Linked DNA regions of Zea mays: regions 2 and 3 are each linked to region 1. Evidence: chromatin contacts called from public Hi-C data. All regions are on one chromosome and are shown on one strand. The core of a region is the stretch at or near the end of the contact, and the rest is flanking DNA. Distances in the headings are between cores, read along the strand shown.

Region 1 (4,402 bases), core at 1,034-3,533:
ATCAGAGCCGTAGCTGAGGAACTGGTGGGGTATACAGCTCGCCGACCCCATACTCCCAACAGTTTAAGGCGTATTTATTTAAAAAATTGTACAGAATCTAACAAAAATAGTTAATGTATGGAGTTTGCATCAACTGATTCACACTTAAGATGATGTTAAGTTGTAGCATTGACAGTGATATAAGAAAATTGAACACAAGCAACAAGAAGGTACATTGTGTGCTAGATTGTTTCCTCCTCTGTTTGTTTTATACTTTTTTAAAGCTCATAATTCAGTTATGTAAGTAGTTGATCAAAAGGAAGCAACTTCGATACAAAAAAAGTCTTCCCTGCTTGAGTTCTCTGTTTTGTACACTGTACTAATGTTGTCCATGTGCCAGTGTACGAACCATATTACTCAGATACCACAAGCCAATCTTGAAAATAACCAAAAGGCGCTGCATCTAAGTGTTCAGATCTAGAATTGAAATTCCTTTCTAAAATGGTTATACATTAGTAATTATGGCAACAACTTGGTCATGAACCCATGGGTCTCAAAGGCACAAAAGTGCAAAACTTCTCTAATGACAGCTAGGTTCGAGTTTTGCTACCACCGAACAACTGTTGCATAAATCAAAACCGAAATGGATTTATATTATGTGAAGCAGCACTATGCACTTAGGGACAGCACCACAGCAGCAATAGCATTTACATCGAACTCGTCGCTATACGGGCAACTGAATGTCTGAATATATGTTTCAATGACCAAAAATCCAGAGAGATGGTTGAGATGTTAGCATCCCCAAATATATACTGATATACCTAAATTGAGGGTCGTACTCCCGCCTGTCCGTGCCGCCGGGATCATCCTCCGACACCTACGACGGCGGCGAGTTGGAGTCCTTCTCCGCCGCTGGGATCGTCCTCCGGCGGCAAGTTGAAGTCCTCCTCCGCGTCACGTTCCCCAGCACCTGGTCCGGCGGCGTCTGCCTCCGGCCGCCGCTCAGATCCGGCTCCCACCTATTCCCGCTGCCGGAGCCATCCCCCGACATCTACGACGGCGGCGAGTCAGGGTCGTCCTTCGATATCTGCGACGACGACAGCGAGTCGAAGTCAAGGCTGTCCTTCGACATCTACGACGACGTCGGCTCCCACCTGTCCGGCTTGTGGGAACGAAGGAGGTGGGGGCGAGTGGGGAGCGCGTGATGTGACGAAGAGGGCTCGACACGCACGTCGAACGAAATTTTCGGGTCCCAAAGCTGGGCACGCAAACGCGGAACGCGTGATATTAAATAAAAACGTCAGGTCCGAAGCAGCCACACGTATGTCGGGTCCGAAGCAGCCGCGTGTATGTCGGGTCCGAAGCTGCGTGTATGCGCGTGTATGTCGGGTCCGAAGCAGCCACACGTGTCGCGGTGCTGGCTGTCCATAGCCCGGAAACGTGCAACGTCCCAATCGCCTTCAGGTTTTAAGGAACTAGATGGTACTCCTACTACATGTATAGTTTTAATAGAAACCATTGTGATGGTTGAATTGAGTAGATTTTGTGATTTTTAGGTTGACACGTTGAATAATGCACGGAGTGCTGCGCCCTGGTAGTGCGAGACATAAAGTGGTAGTGTTTATTCATACACAAACTTACTACACGATACCACGATGCAGATGCAGCGCGTGATGCGTCTGGCGAGCATGACACAAGCCCCTTTATTAGAAGTAGTGCTAGTTGCTTCGTCTCCAGAGCCTCACTAGACAACTCCCTCCACTAGGCAGCGCGGTAGCACGAGGGCGAGGCGCATGGATCAGGCCGAGGCGCAGGATGCGCAGTTGCAGGACGCCCCGCAGGAGCAGTTAGCCCTCCTGTTCTCGCGGCCGGACGGCATCGTGGCCCGGCCACACGTGCACGGGCTGCACTCGCAGTGCTCCCCGCAGCCGCAAGTCGTGTGCTCCCGCTGCCCGCCGCTCCCCGACGTGCACCTGCAGTCTTTGCCGCCGGGGCACGGCACGGCGCACCCGCACTTGTCGTCGCACCCCATGCCCGATCGACGCCTCTTAATTTCCTCTACCGGTCTCCGGCTCCGCTCGCCGCACTTGAACCAGCTAGCGGCGGTAGTAGCGTTGGGGGAGCACAAGTAGCGGTGCTGAACAAACGGCTCCCACTTGCCTCTGTATATAATGGAGCTCCAGAGCCCCAAGGTCTACAGGTCTAGAACGGCCGGGCGGCGACGCGCACGCACGCGGCGCACGTCTCCCACGCCGCGTCGACAGGTGGTGGGACACGCGGTCCCCGGCCGCGGCGCGGGATGATGTCGGGATGATACCTTGCTCGAGCGTTCTTATCCCCCTGACGCTGTCGCTGACGACGAAAAATAGGCCGGAGTCGAACGGCCCATGAGGAGAAGAAGTCCCGCTGCCTGTCCGCGATAGCCTACGCCGGTCCATCAGCAGGTAAAGGAAGTTGGCCCGCTAGAAGGCCTTTGCTTCGGAGAATTGGATGAAATGGTAAAATACTACTAGACCTGGCATTGGCCGCTAAGCTTGCTCTGAGTTGTCGCTTCGCATGGATATCTGCAGGAGCTAGCAGATTCAGAATTTATTTATTTACATAGTAAAGGTTGTGTACCAAGCAAGCTGCGCATTTACACTGTCCACGTCGACGTTTATTTTAAGCCGTTAGATTGATGACGATGTAATGGATCGTGCTCCAAATACTTTTTCACAAAATGATATAACCCTAAATAAATTTTAGTATAAAAATTAATAAAAATAGAGCTCGATCCTAATCTGATCTTGTTGGGGGCCTTCGGCTTCCGAAGATCCTCAAAAACATGATTTGACAATGTTTTCCAAGTAAAATATGTGAGCAGGTATCTTCGTAATCGGATCATAAGTATACAAGAGCACAGTCAGGACGAAGCCTGAACAAGACGAAAGATGACCATGACGAAGGTCTAGGTGATCACGAAGTTGTGCGCAGAAAAGCTTCGGCATGACAGCAGAAAAGGGGAACCGACTTAAAGATGAAAAGGCAAATTAGACCTCAAAGAATTACTATAGAGTTATTAGCAAATGTAAAGGGCATGAATGTAATTGTACATGGGCTGCGTCCCTTGCCTATAAATAGATGAACGCTGACTTGGCATTCGCTTTTTGCATCACGCCCGTATTCTTACTTTCCGTCAAACCGAAGGTACATCTATAATTTGTTATTGTTGATATGGTAATGCAAATAAAAATAAGTTGATGATAATGTTTATATTATTTTTCGTATTTCGTATATAAATTCTTTCTCATCGTTTATTGTGCTTACGAAGATTTTTTTTTCTTCACAACCTTCGTCCGGAATTCATTATATCCGAAGGGAGATAATGTCTCAAAGGACGAAGGATTTTAACATTTAACACTTTTTCATGTTGCCTTGTTCTTAACTCTAAGCATTTGAGAACAAGTCCCCAACATTGGCGCCCACCTCCGGTGAACTCACTTCCACTTTTTGAGTTTCGAACATCTTCGACAAGCATAGACCTTCGTCATGCCGCCAAAGAAAGCTTCAGCAACAGGGGCTGCAGCTCTGCAACCGCTGGACCCCAACCAGGAGACCCTCTCTCTTCGGGAAGCCCGAAGCCAGAAGAGGAAGGCCACCAGTCCAACGCCTCAAGAGGACGAATTGGATCAAGAGATCAGAGATATGGAGATGCTTCATCAACAGGTGCAAAGGAAGAAGGAAAAGATGGCTAGGCTAGCTGACCTGCAAAGGCAGATAGACGAAGCCTCTGAAGAAGTTCGCCATCTTACTCAAGATGAGCAGAACCGAAGGCCCCAGCACAGAGAGCTTCATCAGGAGGGCTTCTTCAACGAAGATGACTGGCATGAGAATTTCCATCATGGAAATTTTGCTTTTGATGATGCTTCCCCTCTGTCAGCAGAACTGCAGGCTACACCTTGGCCTCCGTCCTACAAGCCACCTCAACTACCCATGTACGACGGCCACTCAGATCCGAAGCAGTTTCTGATGAGCTACGAAGCAACAATATCTTCCTATGGTGGCAATACTGCAGTCATGGCGAAATCTTTCGTCATGGCTGTTAAGAATGTTGCACAAACCTGGTGCTCCTCTCTTCGGCCAGGAACAATCACATCATGGCAGAAGCTGAAGGATATGCTGATCACCAGTTTTCAAGGGTTTCAAACGAAGCCGGTCACTGCTCAAGACCTATTCCAGTGCACCCAAGACCACGAAGAATATCTTCAGGCGTATGTCCGAAGATTCTTACGCCTGAGGGCACAAGCGCCAACAGTGCCCAATGAAATTGTCATTGAGGCCATGATTAAGGGGCTTCGGCCGGGACCTTCAACCCAATACTTTGCCAGGAAACCCCCTCAGACTCTGGATAAATTGCTTCAGAAGATGGATGAATACATTCGCG
Region 2 (4,402 bases), core at 896-3,395, 200 kb before region 1:
TGCCAAACATTTCTTTCCGTTTTGGCTGCGTGAGGCCTGTCTCTGACCTCACCTCCTCGTCACGACGACGGCGTCCGCCTGTTCGGTTCTGAACGAGTGGTTCCTGAGGGAGTTGACGACAAGAGCCACTCATCATGCATTGCACACAGCACAGAGCACACGCATCGTGCGCTCCAACTCCGGCGCACACACCCAATAAGGGCTTGTTCGGTTCTATCCCAATCCATATGGATTGAGGAGGATTGAGGAGGTTTCAATCCCTAATAAGTCAAAATCCCCTCCGATCCGTATCATTCCCCTCCGATCCATATGGATTGAAAATAACCGAACAAGCCCTAAATGGGGTCGAGCAACGCGGCCGAACCAACTTGCAACGGCACGTTTGTTTGATTTGGTTTGATTCGGCTCTCCGGCTCCGCTCATCATCATTTCATATCTTTCGTCCCATTCCCGACCAAAAAAAAAAACTGTACAATCTACTACAATCCAGCCCGTGCGCGCGTCACGTCACTGCCACTCGCGCGTGTCGCAGGGGTAGCACCCTTCCTGCGCGACGTCGGAGACCTGCACCCCGGCGTCGTAGACGCGGCCGGCCTCCCACCGGCGCGGCAGCACCTCCGACTCCGCCCACACCCACTTGCCGTCGTAGCCACCGGTCACCACCAGCCGGAACTGCAGCGGCCCCGGCGGCGCCTGCGCCGTGCTCCACGCCGGCCCGTGGTCCCGCGCCATGAACCGCCAGTTGGACGACCCCACCTGCCAAAAACCAACCACACGCACGCGAACGACGTCATGGAATGGAAGGCGACGGTGAATTCGAACCGTTGCTTGTTGCTGAGTGCAGACATCCCCCGCTTAAGAACCGATCTCGTCGGGGGGAAATACAAACAGCAGAGAAATGTCTCTGTTCGGTACTATACTTGCTAGTGTACTAGGAAGAAACTAGCTTACGGTGGCGACGTCGACGGCGACGATGTCGGTCTGGCCGCCCTGGTACAGGAACCTGATGGACAGGTTGCTTGGCGGCCGGCTCTTCTCCTCCACGCGTATCAACAGGTTGCGGTCCTTCGCGTACTCGCAGGGTACCCTGAGCGCAGTATTATACACAAAATCAATCTCTCGATCTTTCTCCCACCAGTAAAGAACTCTGCAGCATCGGCCCGCGGGACCGAAGCAGAGTGTTGTGTCGCTGCGCCCAAGTACCTCTTGTACTCGACGTCGACGACGCGCCGGTCCCTGAGGCGCGCGGCCTTGCCGGCACTGGCCATGGCCGCGTACGCCGCGGCGCTCAGCACCAGCGCCGTGCGGTTCGACGTCCGCGCCTGGTCCGTCACCACCACCTTGGCGCCGGCGGCGCTGCACAGCTCGCTGTCCCTGCACCGCACCTGCAAACAATGCCAGCCCTTGCTTACACACAATCCGAATCGGGCCAACCACGGGAACAGAGAAACCGCCGCTGGGCACGCGCTCCGGCCTAAAGGGAGGGAAAGGGAAGAAGCTAGCTACCTACCTGGAAGCAGGCGCCGCAGCCGACGCCGCCCCTGTACAGCTCGGGGCTGGCTGCGGCGAGCAGGCCGCCGTTGAGGGACGCGGCCAAGGAGCCGTACCCGCACGACCCGGCTGCGCAGTTGAGCAGCAACCGAAAGATGGATCAAATTCCACAGAAACAGACGAAAATCGTTTGAAACGCACAAGGCAGCGGTGCGTACCGTTGAGGGCGAGCGAGGAGGCCTGGTAGTAGGTGGCCTTGGACCGGCGCACGCAGCGGTCGCAGCCGTCAGCCGGAGACGGGGCCGCGGAGAAGACTAGGAGCAGGAGGACGAGGGGCAGGCACGCCGCGTCCCTCGTGACGACAGCCATGGACCGATCGAAGAAGCCTGGACGCAGCTCTGTTTACTAGTTATTACTTTGGGGAGAGGAGAGCGGAGGAGGAGGAGGAGGAGGGGACCGTTGCGCACAGCAGGAGCAGCGCCGGCTGGCTTTATGCGCCGCCTGCCTCCACGCGGGCGCCGCGAGGTTGTTGCCGCTGTGGTTTACTGGTTTCGGATTCTGGCGGCGGGGCGGGGCAGGGCAGAAGCTTGCTGGTGCCAGGCAGTAGCTAGACTGTGATACTTGGTGCTGCCCTCCAACAGGCCGCAGAATGTTTTGGACGCGTTTGGGAGGCGGCGAAGCGCGGCGCCGTGGGACGGGGGATATAGCGAGCGAAAAAAGAGAGGTTAGTTGGTTCTGGGCCTTAGGCTTAGGGGGGGGGGGGGGGGGGGGGGGGGGGGGGGGGGGGGGGGGGGGGGGGGGGGGGGGGGGGGGGGGGGGGGGGGGGGGGGGGCACCGACCTCCGGGACACGCGTGCCGCGGCTTGGAGGCGCGTCAGCGAGGATTCGGATGAACTCTTCGTCTGCCACATACCGTTTCCAGCACAGCCTGGCACGTGGGCGTTTGATGGTACGTAGTCCAGCAGCCTGGTGCTGATAGCTACTACTAATCCCGTTGCCGGACCGTTCATTATCGATGCAGTCCTTCTGCCTTTTTCCGCACTCGATTCCGGAGCGGCAGTAGCACTGCATCTTAATATGGAAAATGATTAAATGTTTGACAGCCGTATTCTAGTCTAGTGATGGCGCTCGCTGGAATTGAGGGGAAAAAAGAGAGAGAACAGAAAAAAAAAGGCAGGAGAGATAAGTGGGATTCGATTCGTGGGGATAAGCACGGGAGTGGCCGACGTGGCCGAGGATTAGTACGAGACGGGTGCGACCAAGGAGACAGGGCGTCAACGCTTATCGCGTGGCTCGGGGGGTGTGGGCACCACCGTCATCCGCTTCCTCTCGATCAGGGGCAGGCCGTGAAATGAAAGGCATGCGCGCCAGCGCCAAGCCTGCAACAGCTCTCGTCTCGTCGCACACGCTTCCCTTCTTCCGTCGCCCCTTTCAGTTTCGGACCGAAGGCTACATACAAGACACGCGTGTTTGTGTGCTTGCGAGTTTTTTTTTTTGGTGTGCCCGAAATCCTTTACGCTTGTATATGGATGGAGTTCACGGATAATCGGCCATCGCCTCCTCCATCTAATAAACCTATCCGTCCGTGGAAGATAGCACGAGTTAGGCCGTGGTGCCTAGTGGCCCTACAGTAGAGGATTGTGGATGGCGTAATCCGTGTTCTCTCAATCATGCTTGGCCCACCCCCGTCATCATAGTTTGGGGCCCCCCTTCCGAAATCTCATCTCCAAGGTGGCCAAACCCGGACCGTAGCACCCTGTATCTGTCTAACTGATGACACGACAATGCTAGAGCTCGTCGAGTTCTTTTTTTTAAATAAAAAATAATAATCGTCGCTTACAATACGGACTTCTAAAAAAAAAACTTTGAACATCATGAACATCGACACGTTTCCATATCCATACAAACCGTTTGGCGGTGAAGTAGTTGGTGCCCACGCTCTCCGTTTCGGACTCGCACAACGCAACAGCGGGATGGTACTCAACTACTCATTAATGTATCAGAGTACTATGCTTGCATCGCCGAGCTGCTGCAGGACCAGCAGGCAACCACCACCGAACACCGGGCGCGGGCGGTTCCTGAAACGTCGTTGACCTGCACGAGTCAGTCGGCCCTTTGAAAGAATGCGTTGACTTGACACCAACAAGCACACAGCAACCAACTGCCCCGCTCTGAACTGAAGCCATTTCACTGCATGATTGACAACACTTTATTTCGTCTCCGTTACCTCCGCGACCCGGCAGGCGGCAGTTGAGCTTCCAGGTTCCAACGCGGATACTGCTGCTCGCGGCGCCGCGCCGTGCCGTGCCTGCCGTTTTCTTTCTAGCAAATGCGTCGGCCGCAACTTTGCTGTGCGGCGCCGACGCGGCTGACGGCGACGCGTACCCTCTCGCGGCCGGTCCGTGCCGTGCCTTCGGCGCGCGAATGAGCATGACGGCTGGCCTGCCCCTTGGGCACCGCCCGTTTACGGCCCCCCGGCGCGCGGCACGTCTGCTGCAGAGCTTTCCTGTTGGCTCGCTGCATGAGCTGCAGCGCGGCAAGGGTGGGCAGTACAGTACGAGAGAGCCTCACGAAGGCGGGGGGCCGTGTCCTGTGGGTTGGCTTGGCAGCCGTGGTGGTCGCCACGTCCTCTCCGCTCCCTCGCCGGGTGGCTGTGTGCGTTCGCGTTGAAGGCAGGTAAAAAACCTTGTGCCACTGTGAGTGAGGTGCGGCAGGTAAAAACCTTCTATTGCGATGTGATGAGGGGTGTTGAGTACGGAGTGGTCAGCTTCACACGCCCAACCCTCAAATTGCGCGCGGTTCGCCCGCTAGTGTCCGATTTGACCGACCTCTGATTCGTATTGACATCCAGTTCGGCCGACCCTCTTCCATCTAACCGGTCCGTTTATCAAAACCGCGTGGAGCACGATTTT
Region 3 (4,402 bases), core at 1,103-3,602, 180 kb after region 1:
GCAGTGTCCTGCACCATTTTAATGAGGTTGGTGAGTGCATACTTTTGAGATGCCATAGTACATAGTACATAGTAATTAATCAAAAAGGTTGTCAACAGCATACAGGCTGTAATGTTGGAATTTATCAACCCATAGTGGCAATATGGCCCCAAGAACAGCTTGGTCCAGCAATGGACCTTTTATGTACAGATGTGATATTGGAGGTTGAGGCAGTAAATGTGAAGAGACTGTCAGAATAAAGGTACTATGAAAGGGGCTTTAACTGATAGTTTGTCCTGGAAACGAAACTCATAAATTTAAAATGAAAGGAAGTGCCTCTACTGATTCATAAATCAGTGAACATGGCTTCAACTAATAGTTTCTCTTGGAAACCAAACTTGTCATCAACTGAGTAATTTCATGTAACAAAAAAAGTACATAGAAACATTAACTTCAAACGTTTTACTCATCTTCGCCACACCAAATCTTCTGGACTACTACTCAATTTATTATGTTACCAGCAAATATTAGGACTATACATATATGGCAACATAATTATATTGACCAATATGTTGAAGTGCCAATAAATTTGTAAAGCATACATATTAACGCACTATCATGGGAATTTACCTGCCAGATATAAGGACCGTCAACGCCGTGGTCCCAGAATTCCGGTCAAGAGACTGAGAATCCGCAATCGCATGGTCAGCCTTTACGAAAGCACTTCTGATTGCCTTCTCGATGCTGTTGGGGAAGTGGCAATCTTCGGTTATGAACTTCAGTATATTCTTCCGGACAAAACAGGCAGCATCACTACCACCATGGCCATCAAACACCTAATTTTTCACAAACAAAACAGTAAAGATTTGCAAGGCCAGGTGGCAAAAGGACAAGACACTTATTTCTCACTAGCAAAATTCCCCATCTGTATCTGCTGTGTGCAGTACCAAAAGGTCCAAAATAGAAAGAAAAGCATTCATCCTCTGGGTTTTTTATCATTGGCCATGTGGAACCGATTCCTCTTCAGTTCAATCATTTCTACCATCATAGTAAGCCTAGAAGCTATCATGGCAACATTATTGCCACTCACAAAAGAACAAATCATAGATCCATAAAGAGTACACATTGTTAAATACTTTAACAGAAGCAGTTAGTCAGTGGTTAGGGCTGATGCAAATACAATTCCAACTCACCCCATAGAAGGCACCCGGTGCAGGGATGCCCGGGCCACGGAGTCCAAGGTGCTCGACGAGGTTGTCCACACAGACATGCTCGTCCTCCATGAAGGATTTGGGTCCAATATCCGCGAAACTCCCCGACCTGAACACAGGCAAGAAGCCCGGACGGATGTCTGCGGTAGGTGAAATCAAGCTGAGCGTCCCCGACTCCAGCCCCTGCAGGAGAACAGAAGGGCAGACATCAAATTCGTGTTAGGGATAGATGGCTTGGGTGGCAGCGAGCTTGCTTACGAATTCGGCGGAGGCAGCGGCGATGCGGGCACTGCTGGCGCAGTGGCGGATGGACGTGAGGTGGTGGCGTGGCGGCTTGCCGCCCACGGGCGTGCTGCCCCCGCTCCTGCTGCTGCTGCTGCTGCTACCGGGCGGGGTATCCGGCTCCACCCCTCCGCTCATGGCTCCGTCTCTCCGTTACTCTGTTGGTGGTCAGGGAGAGCACAGGAAACGAAAGCATTTCAGAGGTGCCGTTCGTTTGGTTCATGAAAGGTAACGTAGGGGGCGCAACTTTTGCACTGGCTACCGTCGTTCCCTGTGCAAGGAGAATGGTTAGAGCAGGGGGAATCGAGTGGGTTTTTTTTATTTGGAAAGTTAAAATCCATTTCTATCAATCTACCATCCATAATGAGGTCTCGAGCATTAGCGGAATGGAATCAAGGGAACAGGGGGCATCCGAAAGGAAAGAAACGGGGAAATTTTATTCCGGTGTTTTGATAGGGAGCAAAAGAGATGACCAAACGACGCCATTTCCGCTGCTCGGAGACCTCTGCGGCAGCCCGAACGGGAGGGAGAACACGTCCTCCGCTGCCCCGGCCGAAGGAGGTCCAGTTTCTCCAGCGACCAGACGAAATCCAACCGAACGAAAGATGCAGAGTCATTTGACAAGATTAGATCACAGAGGGGCGCTCACCACCGGGGAGCGGGACGTTCGCGCGTCGCCGCCGCGAGGGACGCCGGGTGCAGGAGGTGGGTTGCCTGGAGCCTCCGAAGGTGCTTGTGGGTAGCGATGGGGGCGGGGACGGGGAGGCGGAGAGCAGGGAGGGGCGGGGTGTGGACGAGGGGGAAGAGCTCGTGGATTTCAGAGTCGGGTTGGAGACGGGGACGGTGCGACTGGGCGAGAACGAGAGGAGAAGGGGTCGTGTGATTCGTGATCCCGTCGTTATAGCAGCAGCTGGTGTGCACGGGTGGGCCGACGGCGCCGCTCGGTGTGTGTGGTGCTCGGGTGCGCATTCCGTGTCCCTGTCGGGTTCGCTCGTTCGTCCAGTTGCCCTTTTCAGCTCCTTCCTTTTTCATCGTGTGGGTGCTTCTCTTCTCCCGCGCTGGAAGCGGATATGGCCATGTCGGTATGTGAGCAATATTTGGTGTAGATTTTGTACTTCCATTGTCGCTTCTGGCCTCTTTCTCTCTATCTTGCCTCATGCTGTTTTTTCTGGATTCTACTGTGCTAAAAATCTGACTTTAACCTTTATGGATCAGCATGAAAATAGTATTTCATGTCAATAAGCCGCTTATTATGTGTTTTTAAAGGTATATAGACGGTTGTGAATCTATTTGCACTGACATTTTTTAAACCCGTCAGTGCTATAGACTAGTAAAAATAATTATTTGTTTTTACGGATAACTGACAAACGCCATTAAAAATCAATTTTTACTGGCGGTTGGGCTAAGAAACCCGTCAGTGGAAATTGATTTCCACTTACTATCGATGTAATAAAACCGTCAGTGAAAATCTTTTTTAAAATACATAAAATTGGTATAAAAATTAATAAATATATATATATATATATTTTAGGGGAGGCCTCTCACTCAGGCCCCGCCCGTCCAACTCCATAGAAGTCATAAGTCTCGGTATTTTTTTTCCTCAAAATTCGTGGCTACGCCCTTGTGCATAGCCCCTCTACCATCACTTCGTCTATCACTTATTTTGTGTCTATAATGCAGCTTTGTTGCCCACATATTAGAACAATCAGAGTATAAATTGACTATTTGAATTGTAAATGAATTCAAACAAAATAGTTGTCACTACAAAGTTTCATAAATTTTGAAGTTCTACAAATTTTATTTTGGTACTTTTCTCATCCGAGTTCGTTTGCAAAACTTGTGTTTTAAATTTGACAAATTTAGATGCATTTTTTGAGAGACAAAATGATTGTAAATAAAAAAGTTGGCAATTATAAAGTTTCATAACTTTAAGAGAATTATAACTTTTATGTTGGTGGCAACTTAAAAATCAAGATAAAAATAATTTCTAGTGGCGCACTAGAAATTGATTTTTGTGACGGTTCCTTAAGAAAACTGTCTATAGAAATCTAGTGCCGATTTTTTTAAGGAACCGTCCGTAGAAATATGATTTCTACATGCATTTTCTTAAGAAACGACCACTAGAAATAGCACTGACGCTTGATAACTAAAACCGCCTGTAAAAGCTAAACTCTATCGCAGGTTTAGAGCTCTTTGCTACTAATGCGTTTGTTTGATTTCCTTCTTAATGGTCAAATTGACATATAACTGACCATTATTTGTCTACTAATAACTATTGATATGAACATCATTTTTCCTCCTCTAAGGAATGTTTGGTTTTTAGGAACTGATTTTTAGTCCCTTTTATTTTTAGTCCCTTCTAGTCCCTAAATTATCAAACACATGGACCAAAAAATGATTATCTCTATTTTTGTCGTTGTGTGGTAATTTAGTGACTAAAAAAGACTAAAATTAATCTCTAGAAACCAAACACCCCTAAAATAAAGGACTGGATATTATGAGATATTTGTCTATTGTAAAAGGATTAAACTATATTTAATATTTATATATGAATCTTTAATCTATACTATATTTAAAGCATCAGTTTCAACGGTCGTCATGCGTCATTTTTTATAAATAACCCCTCACAGCTATTTTAAATTAATCTATTGCACGTCTATAGATGCCAAACGACGTCCGACACGCGCTAGATGCACGCGGGCCACAACTATAGCACAGGCACATCATACCGGCCTGCTAACTGTGTCGGGCCAGCCCATTAGCCTGTCGATCCATTTAATTAAATCAGCGTAACGACGCCCGACACGGGCTAGATGCACGCGGGCCACAACTATGACACATGCACGTCCTGCCGGCCTGCTAACTGTGTCGGGCGGGCTAGCCCGTTAACCCGTCGATCCATTTAATTAAATCAGCGTAAAATGTTAAAA

Evidence for each region. Hi-C and Micro-C count contacts between places; a contact is called where the count stands out from the background.
Region 2: a contact with region 1 is called in a Hi-C map of bundle sheath, with 3 times the contacts expected there. The contact joins the promoter of LOC100281041 here to the promoter of LOC542475 in region 1. A contact is called at or near these places in 4 of 25 Hi-C or Micro-C datasets (bundle sheath, ear, leaf and 1 more) and 1 of 3 datasets of contacts at active chromatin or transcription factors (leaf).
Region 3: a Hi-C map of endosperm shows a contact between it and region 1, with 2.7 times the contacts expected there. The contact joins the promoter of LOC100280758 here to the promoter of LOC542475 in region 1. A contact is called at or near these places in 3 of 25 Hi-C or Micro-C datasets (ear, endosperm and leaf).

Annotation. Positions count from the first base shown.
Region 1 is chr1:85,705,808-85,710,209 of Zm-B73-REFERENCE-NAM-5.0, reverse strand. LOC542475 (metallothionein 2) reads right to left here and starts at 2,283. Exons shown (of 1, transcript NM_001112029.2): 1 at 1,578-2,283. The coding sequence starts at 2,011. The coding sequence ends at 1,778.
Region 2 is chr1:85,910,146-85,914,547 of Zm-B73-REFERENCE-NAM-5.0, reverse strand. LOC100281041 (expansin-like 3) reads right to left here and starts at 2,145. Exons shown (of 5, transcript NM_001153960.2): 1 at 1,710-2,145; 2 at 1,511-1,620; 3 at 1,204-1,385; 4 at 952-1,087; 5 at 389-756. The coding sequence starts at 1,860. The coding sequence ends at 508.
Region 3 is chr1:85,528,405-85,532,806 of Zm-B73-REFERENCE-NAM-5.0, reverse strand. It overlaps LOC100280758 (Ca2+/calmodulin-dependent protein kinase phosphatase), which reads right to left and starts at 2,352. Exons shown (of 5, transcript NM_001411371.1): 1 at 2,122-2,352; 2 at 1,449-1,630; 3 at 1,173-1,373; 4 at 610-815; 5 at 1-8. The coding sequence starts at 1,610.